Regions from separate parts of the Zea mays genome. Here regions 1 and 3 are each linked to region 2. The links are chromatin contacts, called in public Hi-C maps. All regions are on one chromosome and are shown on one strand. Each heading gives the region's core, a stretch centred on a gene start, on an enhancer-like site or on the middle of the called end of the contact. The rest is flanking DNA. Distances are from core to core; before and after follow the strand shown.

Evidence for each region. Hi-C and Micro-C count contacts between places; a contact is called where the count stands out from the background.
Region 1: a contact with region 2 is called in a Hi-C map of ear, with 4 times the contacts expected there. The contact joins the promoter of LOC100216973 here to the promoter of LOC100284622 in region 2. A contact is called at or near these places in 4 of 25 Hi-C or Micro-C datasets (ear, endosperm, leaf mesophyll and 1 more).
Region 3: a contact with region 2 is called in a Hi-C map of ear, with 2.3 times the contacts expected there. The contact joins the promoter of LOC103653477 here to the promoter of LOC100284622 in region 2. A contact is called at or near these places in 2 of 25 Hi-C or Micro-C datasets (ear and endosperm).

What each region holds. Positions count from the first base shown.
Region 1 is chr4:88,171,768-88,174,893 of Zm-B73-REFERENCE-NAM-5.0, reverse strand. It overlaps LOC100216973 (DUF868 family protein), which reads left to right and starts at 1,383. Exons shown (of 2, transcript NM_001143353.1): 1 at 1,383-2,713. The coding sequence starts at 1,439. The coding sequence ends at 2,665.
Region 2 is chr4:87,555,818-87,559,002 of Zm-B73-REFERENCE-NAM-5.0, reverse strand. It overlaps LOC100284622, which reads right to left and starts at 1,378. Exons shown (of 6, transcript NM_001157517.1): 1 at 1,070-1,378; 2 at 847-987; 3 at 190-330. The coding sequence starts at 1,174.
Region 3 is chr4:86,779,288-86,782,600 of Zm-B73-REFERENCE-NAM-5.0, reverse strand. LOC103653477 (transcription factor JUNGBRUNNEN 1) reads right to left here and starts at 1,711. Exons shown (of 3, transcript XM_008680371.3): 1 at 1,504-1,711; 2 at 1,046-1,338; 3 at 126-965. The coding sequence starts at 1,693. The coding sequence ends at 303.

The DNA of each region.
Region 1 (3,126 bases), core at 134-2,633, 620 kb before region 2:
AGTTCTACACATACTCATGCAAAATTACTGCTATTACAGTACAACTTTTGGAAAGGGATCAAATATCGACCAAAGCACAACCACTACTCCATGTATGCTTTAGTACTCATAGTTAGATATAAAAATTGAGGTATGGCAGCTGCCATACTACCATAACGGGTGCTCCACAAAGACATGTATTATATATGTTCATGTTGCTTGTATCCTTTCTTTTTATTAGTTCTCAAGCCAAAAGGTGGTATATAGGAATTGATAAAAGCTTCTGCTTAGCTACACATTATTTCAAGTTTTTCACAAAAAAAAACATGAGAAAATTAATAATTGGAAAATTAGCATTCGTCAATCATTATTTGCTTTTGCATCACGAACTACCATCCACTTGGTCGATCTGCAAACCTAAACCTTATCCAATCCACTAACGATATAATGCATACATAAAAAAATTAACTGGCTCTGACCCATAACTAGCGAACAACTCCTGAGAAGGATATTTTTGATGATTCCTGAGCTTTAATATTTTTTTTACCCACCTTATCCTGCTGCATTAATTATCCTTCGCAGATTCCACTTAGCAGTCTCAATTAAAACTAACAAGGAAAGATAAAATGAATTCGATTCAAGAAATATTCAACCACATAGAGAATCAACCACAAAATGAGTTTATTAGGGGAGATTGGATTAAAAACCTGAATCAATATCAACGCCAAGAATGCTTTGACGTTTAAATTTCATAGCAATTGTGGCATTCGCCGGCGGCTAGAACCCTACCCACCTCTGTTTTCGGTTTTGGATCGTGGACAAAGATTCGGTCTTCATCCGATAGACTAGATATTGGCTCAGGCCCGAAAGAGTCTGGCGCTTGCCTGTTTAGGCAACGTATTGGCATGTTTGTTTCTATTTTCGCATTTCTGTAATACCTTCTGTATTTCAGACAGGGACGGAGGGATTATAGTAGTGCCTAAGCACTGCAACGATACATGAGGATTATAGGAGTACACTAGTACAATGTATGTGCATTACAATGACATGTAAGAACAAACGTTACAATTTAATTAAGCCAAAAGGCTAAGATAAAAATACTGAGACACAAGCCCATAACTAGCGCACGGTCTCTTAGAGCGAGCGCCAACGGCGCGCCATGCTTTCTAGTATGTCCTAACTGCTTAATTTGAAACGTGAATTTCCATCATTCGTTCCATGTCTTTTTCCTCAATTCCGACTGAAATCAGACAAAATTGGCGACGCACCTCATATGTTTGCCGAGGCGAACCGTCCCGCGGCAAGCCAGCAAACCCAGCCGCACCACTTGCGGAACGCAGCAAGCCAGCAACCCCTTGACGCCTTGGATTCGCACTGCAAGTCTGCGCCACAGCGCGCACGCATTCCAATCGACTAGCGTAGACGCAGTGGCGTCTCGCAGTGGCGTCTCGCGCTACCGATGCCCAGCCGGATCGCCGCCTGCTTCCGCTGCGCCGCGGCGCCGTCCTCGGGCGCGGGCGCGGGCGCGGCGGGGCCCAGCCTGGCGACCTCCATCTACGAGACCCACCTCGGCTTGGTCGCGCTCTCCTGGTCCCGGACCTCGCTCGGCCTCTCCCTCCGCGCCGTGCTCCGCCTGTCGGCCACGCCCCCGCCCGGCTCCTCCTCCTCGGCGTCCGGAGCGGGCTACCTCGACGATGACGCGGACGAAGAGATTCTCGCCTTCCGCGTCAGCCCATGGCTATTCTGGCGCCGCCGCGGGTCCAGACGGTTCCGCGCTGGCGACCGCCTCGTCGACCTGGCGTGGGATCTCTCTCGCGCGCGCTTCCCGGTCTCCGGGTCCCCCGAGCCCTCATCGGGCTTCTTCGTCGCCGTCGTCGTCTGCGGCGAGATGGTCCTCGCGGCCGGGGACCTGACCGATTTGGCCTACCGGAGGACCCGGGCCCGGCGCCCATCAGGCCCGCGTCCGGTCCTCCTCTCCCGGCGGGAGCACGTCTCGCTACGCGACGCGGGCGCCGGCCGAGGCCGCAGCCACACCACCTGGGTGAACGTCCAGGGCAAGGAGCGGGAGATCTCCGTGGATCTCGTGGCTCGCGGCCGTGGCAGGGACAAGGCCACCGCCGGCAAGGGGAAGGAGAAGGACCGGGCTGATGTCGGCATGTCGGTCTCTGTCGACGGCGAGCGAGTGCTGCACGTCCGGCGCCTGCGCTGGAAGTTCCGCGGCAGCGAGCGGGTCGACCTCGGGGGCGGCGACGGCGTCCAGGTCTCTTGGGATCTCCACAACTGGCTCTTCCCCCCACGCGAGCCGCCCCCCACGGAGGCCTCGACGCACGCCCACGCGGTGTTCGTTTTCCGGTTCGAACTCGCCAGCGGCGGCGAGGAGAGCGAGGCGGATTTGGGGAAGAATCCCTCCCCCAGCAAGGACGCAAGGAGGAACACGGGCGTTTGGGGAGGCTACCTCGCGCGGTGGGGGCAACGGGACTGGAGCGAGACGGGCAGCAACGGTGAGAGGAGGAAGGGCAGGGGGCGGAGGCTGGCCAAGGAGAGCTCGTCGTCGTCGGCGTCCGTGGCATCCTCCACGGCGTCGTGGGCCAGTGGCTCCACGGTGATGGACTGGGCCAGCCCCGAGGAGGTCGAGATGCAGCGCGGCGACGGCTTCTCGCTGCTGATCTACGCCTGGAAGAGCTAACACCGGCGACGACGGCGGCAGCATAGTTCTGATCAACTAGCGGTGATGGTAAATTTTCTCTGGACTGTTGTAGTTTGCAGTGTTCTTGTGCAGTTAAAGCCTGGAGAGATTGAATTGAGCTTGAATTACAGTAGTGCCATTGCTAAGTGGAACGAGCGATTAGTGTGATTTTTTTTCATTACTAGAACAATTTTCTTCCCTGGATTAGCATTAATTACTGAAATGAACCCAACACCAAATCTATTTGCCTACAATCTAGGGCAATGGCTCAGGATATTTTGAGCAGCTTGGAATCAGTCCACCGTAGCGATCAACGTCAACAACTCCAGTATAGTATCTTATTCTGTGTTTCTCTTGTGTCACCTGCTCAAAAGAGAATCTATCCATCAATCAATTAGCTGTTGCTGCAGTGGTCGTTCTCCTAATTGTCTTTGACATTAATCATAGATGTTAGATCTTAA
Region 2 (3,185 bases), core at 129-2,628:
TGCAGCTAGATATATGCTATGTCTAAATAAATTGTCAAAACTATGTATCTACAGAAGATAATACAACATATAGTTTGAAATGGAGAAAGAAAATTTTTATCTTACAATCTAACTTCAATTGTTCAAATAATATACAGGATTTTAATTGTTAATTGATGTTACAACATGGGAGATTGATATCAAACTAACCTCAAGGTTACCAGACAACGGTGAAGCGTGCAGGTGACTGTGCAACCACCTCCGTGTCCTCATGTGTTGCAACCTGATGATGCCACCAGTTTCGATGGCATCACCTTGCTTAGACGATGAATCTGGAGTGGGCCTTATGATCTGCATTCAATCAGACCTAGATCTTAAGAAACATTGAACGCCGGCTCATTGGTTAGCTGGCTATTTGAATTGAAAATTATATATGGACCAAACTATCACTGCTGTAGCGAATCAGAAAATTTAAAAAAAATCAGATTCGCAATAAGACCCAAGTTGCTTGGGACTAAAAGGCTTTGTTGTTGTTGTTGTCTTATTCGCAATAAGAACTTTTTTCTGCGCATGTTTACTTGTTTCATCAAAGAACTACCAGTACTGCTGACCTGCCATTACATATTTTTCAGAGAAATCCTATGTTCTTGCTCATCCCAATATATATTAGCTCTCTCTTGACAAACAATAGCAATGTTTGCACGCTAAATTCAAACAAACTGATCAAAGTACTGCGTTCTGAACAAGAATGCACTGAACACTAAACTCAATTCAATGCTACCATCTGAACTCTAAAATAATAACGAGTAAACAGGACACATTTATTTTATGAACCGGTAAGGGTCAGATCATGAGAAGGACACGCACCCAGTAGCTATTTGAGTCATCGCCTTCAGGAAACCCGGTGACAGACTGCTGACCGCTGCCTGAGCCGTAGGGCACATCGTGCGAGTGCAGACGGTGCTTCGTCTTCTCGTGCATCAGCTTGATCACACTACCGTAGGCCACCTGCAAGCAGATCTAGATCAGAATCGCACCCAAACCCATAACCCTCCACCGTAGATCTTAAGGTCCTGGTCCAGATGCGCACCTCGGTGCCCTCCACCTCGACGGGAGCCGCTGCGCCCCCATCGATCCCCCCGGAGCCAGAGCCAACCAAGAACGCCACGGCGAGCACGAGCAGCGACGCGGCCATCACGACGGCAAGCGCGCGGCGCGACCTCGGTGGAGTGGAGGAGGAGGACGACGAGGAGGAAGCGTCGGCCTTGCCTTTGCTCTTGGCGGCCGGGGCGGGGGCGGGGGCCGGCGGTGCCGTGGCCTCGGACGGTGACCGCACGGCGCGCGCGCGGGGGATTCGCGGGTCGGTCTAGTGCGTCGGTTCGTGCGGCGTAAACTGAGGGGAGGCTCTCGGCGATTTCGGGCGAGGTACATGACAGGCCGTTGCTTCCGCGCAAGACTTGGAGTTGGAGAGGGCCCGGGTCCCTGGCTCCACCTCCACGTGTAGCTAGCGAACGGGGAGATGCCGCGTGTCCCCAACGCGTCACGAATGTGAGGCTGCGCCGTAGGATGCAGGATGTGCGGTGTAGATTTGTTGCGAGGGAGACCGTTGAACTAACGGGCCGTGAACTTTTGGGCTGTTGGGCCAGAAGGCAAATCGTCTTGGTCTCCTATCCCCTGTGTGTCACCACCATTGCAGGCCGAATTGGATTGGGCTGGTTGGTATGGACTGGGGGCGAGAGGGGCCATGGTAGTAGTGTGCGCAAACCAGGTTGTGCCATGGTTGTTGTAACGCTCATCAAAAGTTAATCAGTAGTAGTACACGTTAAAAGTGCTGCAGCGAGATTGGTCAAGTGCAGGACACACAATGTACTACTACTGGAGTACTAGATTTTTTGGTATGCAAAGAGGGCAGAGGGAATCGTGCAAATACCGTGGCTCCCAAGAATCCGCATAGCCAGGGCCAGGGGCGGCACACTGGTTGTCTCTGCCGCAGGTTTAGCACAGCAATTTGGCAGGCAAGGACACAACAAGATCAAACACACAAGATCAGGATGACAGGGCCAGCCGTAGGACAAAAACCGGTGGCATTCTGTTCCATGACCGCGGCTGCCTCCAACAGTTGTCCGACATTGTTTAAAAAAACAATTGTCCGACATGTCTGTCTGTCAGTCAACCCTGGCGGATCACATTTCACACTATCCAGCGGGTGAAGACGTGTAGTGTACGTGCCAAAAGCCACGGGCACCAGCCCGACAGTTGCACCCAAAATTTCGTACTAGTTCGGTAGATGAAGCGTCCGATCACTCCGGCCAATCCACCAGAGTCCAGACCACTCGACAAACTTGGAGTGTTTGGTTTGAGAAATGATATAGTCCATCATTTTTTCACTCCTCACTTTTTTGTTTGGTTTGTGGAATAGAGTGAGTTAATCCATCACCACCTCATTCCTCATAGTTAGTTGTTTAGTACTAATATGTAGAATGGAGTCATCCCACCAAATTTGAGGAATGGACCTATGATGCACCACTTCATTTTGGATAGAGTGATTCATCAAACCAAACACCTCATTTATAGCCTGATTCGCTTCTCGTTTTCCCTGGTAAACCAAAGGTGCTCTAGCGGATCGTATCTGTCGGGTGCTGATACCCGAAATAGGCCCATGACCTTTTTAGAAACGGTACGAATACCGACTAGATACTCGCCGAGCAACTCTGCGAGGCGGAGTGTCCGACTAGATCTCTACTGAGCAACCTTGTGAGGCGGAGCGACTGACTAGTGATGTATTTAGTTTGAGGTCAAAGTAAGATGAGGCGGGCCGACACCGTCCACTCGATTTTTTGAGATCATGCTACCACCAAAAATTACTCCGGTGTTTACCTCGCCCACACGTGACTCTCATCCAAACACTATAGAAACTGTGACCACCTCCTTCCATCCCTCCTTGTATATTCAACCAAACACTCCCTACGTCTCCATCGAGCAACTCGGCGAGGTGGAGGTCCCATTCAAGTAATGTCGACCCGCATTAGCAAGGACAAGACGTGTCGCCCCCAGGCCACATCCGGACATATGTTGGCACACCGAAAGCATGCCGGGGGGTCGCTATCGACACGATTGTACACCCCCGCGTATGATCCGGAATGTATCCCTATTGCCTTAAGGGGCCAGTCAACCCCGGACATGTAGAGACCTTAGCACCAGAGTTT
Region 3 (3,313 bases), core at 462-2,961, 780 kb after region 2:
TAAAGTATTCAAACTTGCACAGCATTTTCGCACTGAAAGTGCAATATTTTCAGTAGTGTACTGTATGTACAGCACAGGTTCCTTCTGTCTGTTAGCTTTGCTGTTAACAATGCCTAAACCCTCACGGTATGTACACGGCACTCCTAACCAAAACTGAACAAAAACATGTCTCGGCAGCTAACAGGAATGCTAACAGATGAAGGAAGCTCACACTCACACCAGCTATAGACTGTACATGTAACGTGACCTATGAGATAGTACGTAGTGCACAATGCAACTGCTAACAGCCGCAGTCCGCAGCCCTAGCGTGGCAGCTCAGCCTGGACAGCAGCTGGGCTGAGGAAGGACTCCCAGGGTATGCTGCATCTCCACTCCTCCGAAGAATCCGCACCCAGATCAAAAGGGAAGTTGATCCTCCCCGCAGTTTCCCAGTCGCTGCTGTTGGCGCTGAAGCCACTGCTAGGCTTCCCGGTGGACGAGTCCTGGCTCCTGCCGCCGATGCAGCCACTGACGTCGGCAGAAGAATCGACCACGAATCCACCGAGGCGATTGTCAGGGTGCGCGCCGAAGAAGACTGGCGCTGCAGCCCTGTGCGGTGCCTGCACTTCGAAAGGGAAGGTGATTGGGAAATTCTCGGGCTCCTCGGAGGGGCTGCTGGTGAAGTTGATGAGCCTGCAAGAGGCGCCGTCCAGAGATGGGTTGTTGACACCCTTCTGCTGCTGGTGGTGGTGCTGACTATGCAGGCCATGCGTGCTCGTGAACTGGCCTGCGGCGGGTGCAGGCGGCGCTGCTTGCAGTGACAGCGATCTCTCGAGAGCTAACTCTGAAGCCTGCACTGACTGCAGCGCGGCGAACATGTCTGCCTCTGCTGTTGCACCAGGCAGTGGAGGCCCCCAGGTATGCGACAGCGCTCGCTGCGCCATGGAACTGGTCTTCTTGAAGATCCTACAGATAGTCCAGGAGTCCTGTTCGTGGCACAGAAAATTACTTCATTATTCATTCAGAACTCGCCAAAACAGCATTTGGATGAATCGGCAGTACTTACGTTGAGTGGAATGGTCTTGTCGACCGGACGCTTGGGGTCGGTGAGCGAGGGGAGCCTGAACTCGTGCATCATCCAGTCAGTTTTCATCCCTCTCGCCGCTCTCCCTCTGTAGAACACGAGGGACTTCTTGAGGCCCACGCACTTGGTGCCCTCGGACGAGTAGATTGGCCTGTCCGTCCCTGTGGCCTTCCAGAACCCGGCCGCTGTGACTCGGTTCGGCCTCACGCTGTTGCGGTACTTCCGATCCCTTGGGCAGTAGAAGTACCACTCTTTCTCACCGGTGCTCGCAAGCTCTGTCGATGGACAGGAACAGTTGAGACGTCAGAAACGCAGAAGATGCAACATCATTCACCGCTGCCTGATAAGCTCATAGAATGATAGAACTCCAAGACATGATAGAACTCCAAGACATGCATCCACAGAAAGGTCAAGTTCTGAAGAAAGTGGTGTCTTCTTACTTGGGAGATCCCATGGGTCATACTTGTAGATGTCCAGCTGCCTGATAAGCTCGATGGAGATAGGCTTCTGCTGGATCTTCCTCCTGAGGTAGAAACTCACCAGCTCTTCGTCGGTGGGATGGAACCGGAAACCCGGCATGAGGATCTCGTCTGACCTCTGCACGTTGATGTCATTCCTCTCCCCCTCCATGTCTTACACAGACTACTAGAGTGACGAAGCTTGGAGGCGCCCTGCTGCTGCCTACAAACCTACAAAGCCTACTTGTGTAGTATGTATCTTGTGAATGGGTTTCGGGGATGAAGCTGCCGAGGTGAAGACAACAGCCGAGAGCTGTATACTATTGCGCTTGGAAATCTATTACACACCATGTGTATATATATGAAGTGTTGGAATGACTGGATGAGGCCCACCACTCTGAAGATTTTAATAGCCGTATCTACTTCCTTCTCTATTTGAAAGCTGTCATCGCATATTTTAATGGCGGATTAGCGACTCAATAAGGACAATCTAGGAGGAATTACACTGTCTCCGTCCCTTTCGGTTCACACTTTAGAATACCCGAGTACGTAATACGGCAGTCAAAACAATCCTTAAACTAATAAGCAACAGTGCTTCGTTTACCAGCTTGAGCCTCCCCAGGCAAACAGAACGACTGATAAATACACACCCAAGTTCATTTTTTCGGATTCAAATTTTCAACGGGGGTATGGGACTCTTCTCAACTAGTAGTTTTACTTTTATCTGCTGCATGAACTTCAAGATACGTTCCTCCAGTATCTGGATCTAAAAACCCCCTTCAAGATATATTCCTACTTTTTGTCAGTTTGTACTTTGGGATTCCAAAATAATTTGAGTGTGTGTGTGTGTGAGAGAGAGATTCATACAATCATACTACTGCTTGGTTTCTCTTCAGAAACTATTTTCTGTTACATACAGACAGTGACGGCCTGTGACCAGCAGCGTAACTTTATCCATATGTTTATTGACTAGCTACCGTGCGTGCCACTGCGAAGTGTTGGAAGGGAGAGAAGCTTCTTATTCTGATAAGCACAGTTTGCTACACTAAAATTTATTGAAAGGTGAGTTGCCACGGTGGAAATCTGGTCCAGTTTGCCTGTCAACAGTCAGCTTGCTTAACCTTAACCCCCGCATGCTGGCTCTGGCTGGTCCTCCTTCCTTCCACATGGCTGTGCTCATTCCATAGTCCACAAGGCTCCATTTTTTTTTAAAAAAAATACTATATGGGGGCGTGCAGGATTTTTGAGCATGCTAGCACGGTGAACTGGATAGCTATGCTGAATAGGGCCGGTGAGCCGATCCTGATCCTGTAGTTCACACGTAATAATGTAAACACCGGCTGTCTTTGGAACTTTATCCGGTGCGCATTTTTTGCTTCTAAAAACTGCAGAGACAGTAGTACAGAAACGCTTACGATTTTTTTCTTGCATTTGTGTTGTCTATCTTGGTGTGCAGACATAATCGTTTCAGTGTGATTTGGTTGGCTGCACACATCCATCCATACTCTCTAGGTGCATTGACCAAGGGATAGCTCATGTTTGCTTCCCTGCGCATACAACGCCAAGCCTGCAGATACCCATGATAGTTCCGTTTCCAGCGAGTCATGCTCACAAGACTCAAGCCATACTCGACAACCCAACCAATTATGTTAAATGTGAAACACATGTCATACAATACTTGTCCAAATAGGTTGGCCTCGGCACGAAATTCAGATGGCCGTGCTTGGGCCAAGAAACCGGCCCGTGGAGCAGGCGCGACCCATCAGTGAACAATGTGGCCCAATCTGGTCCA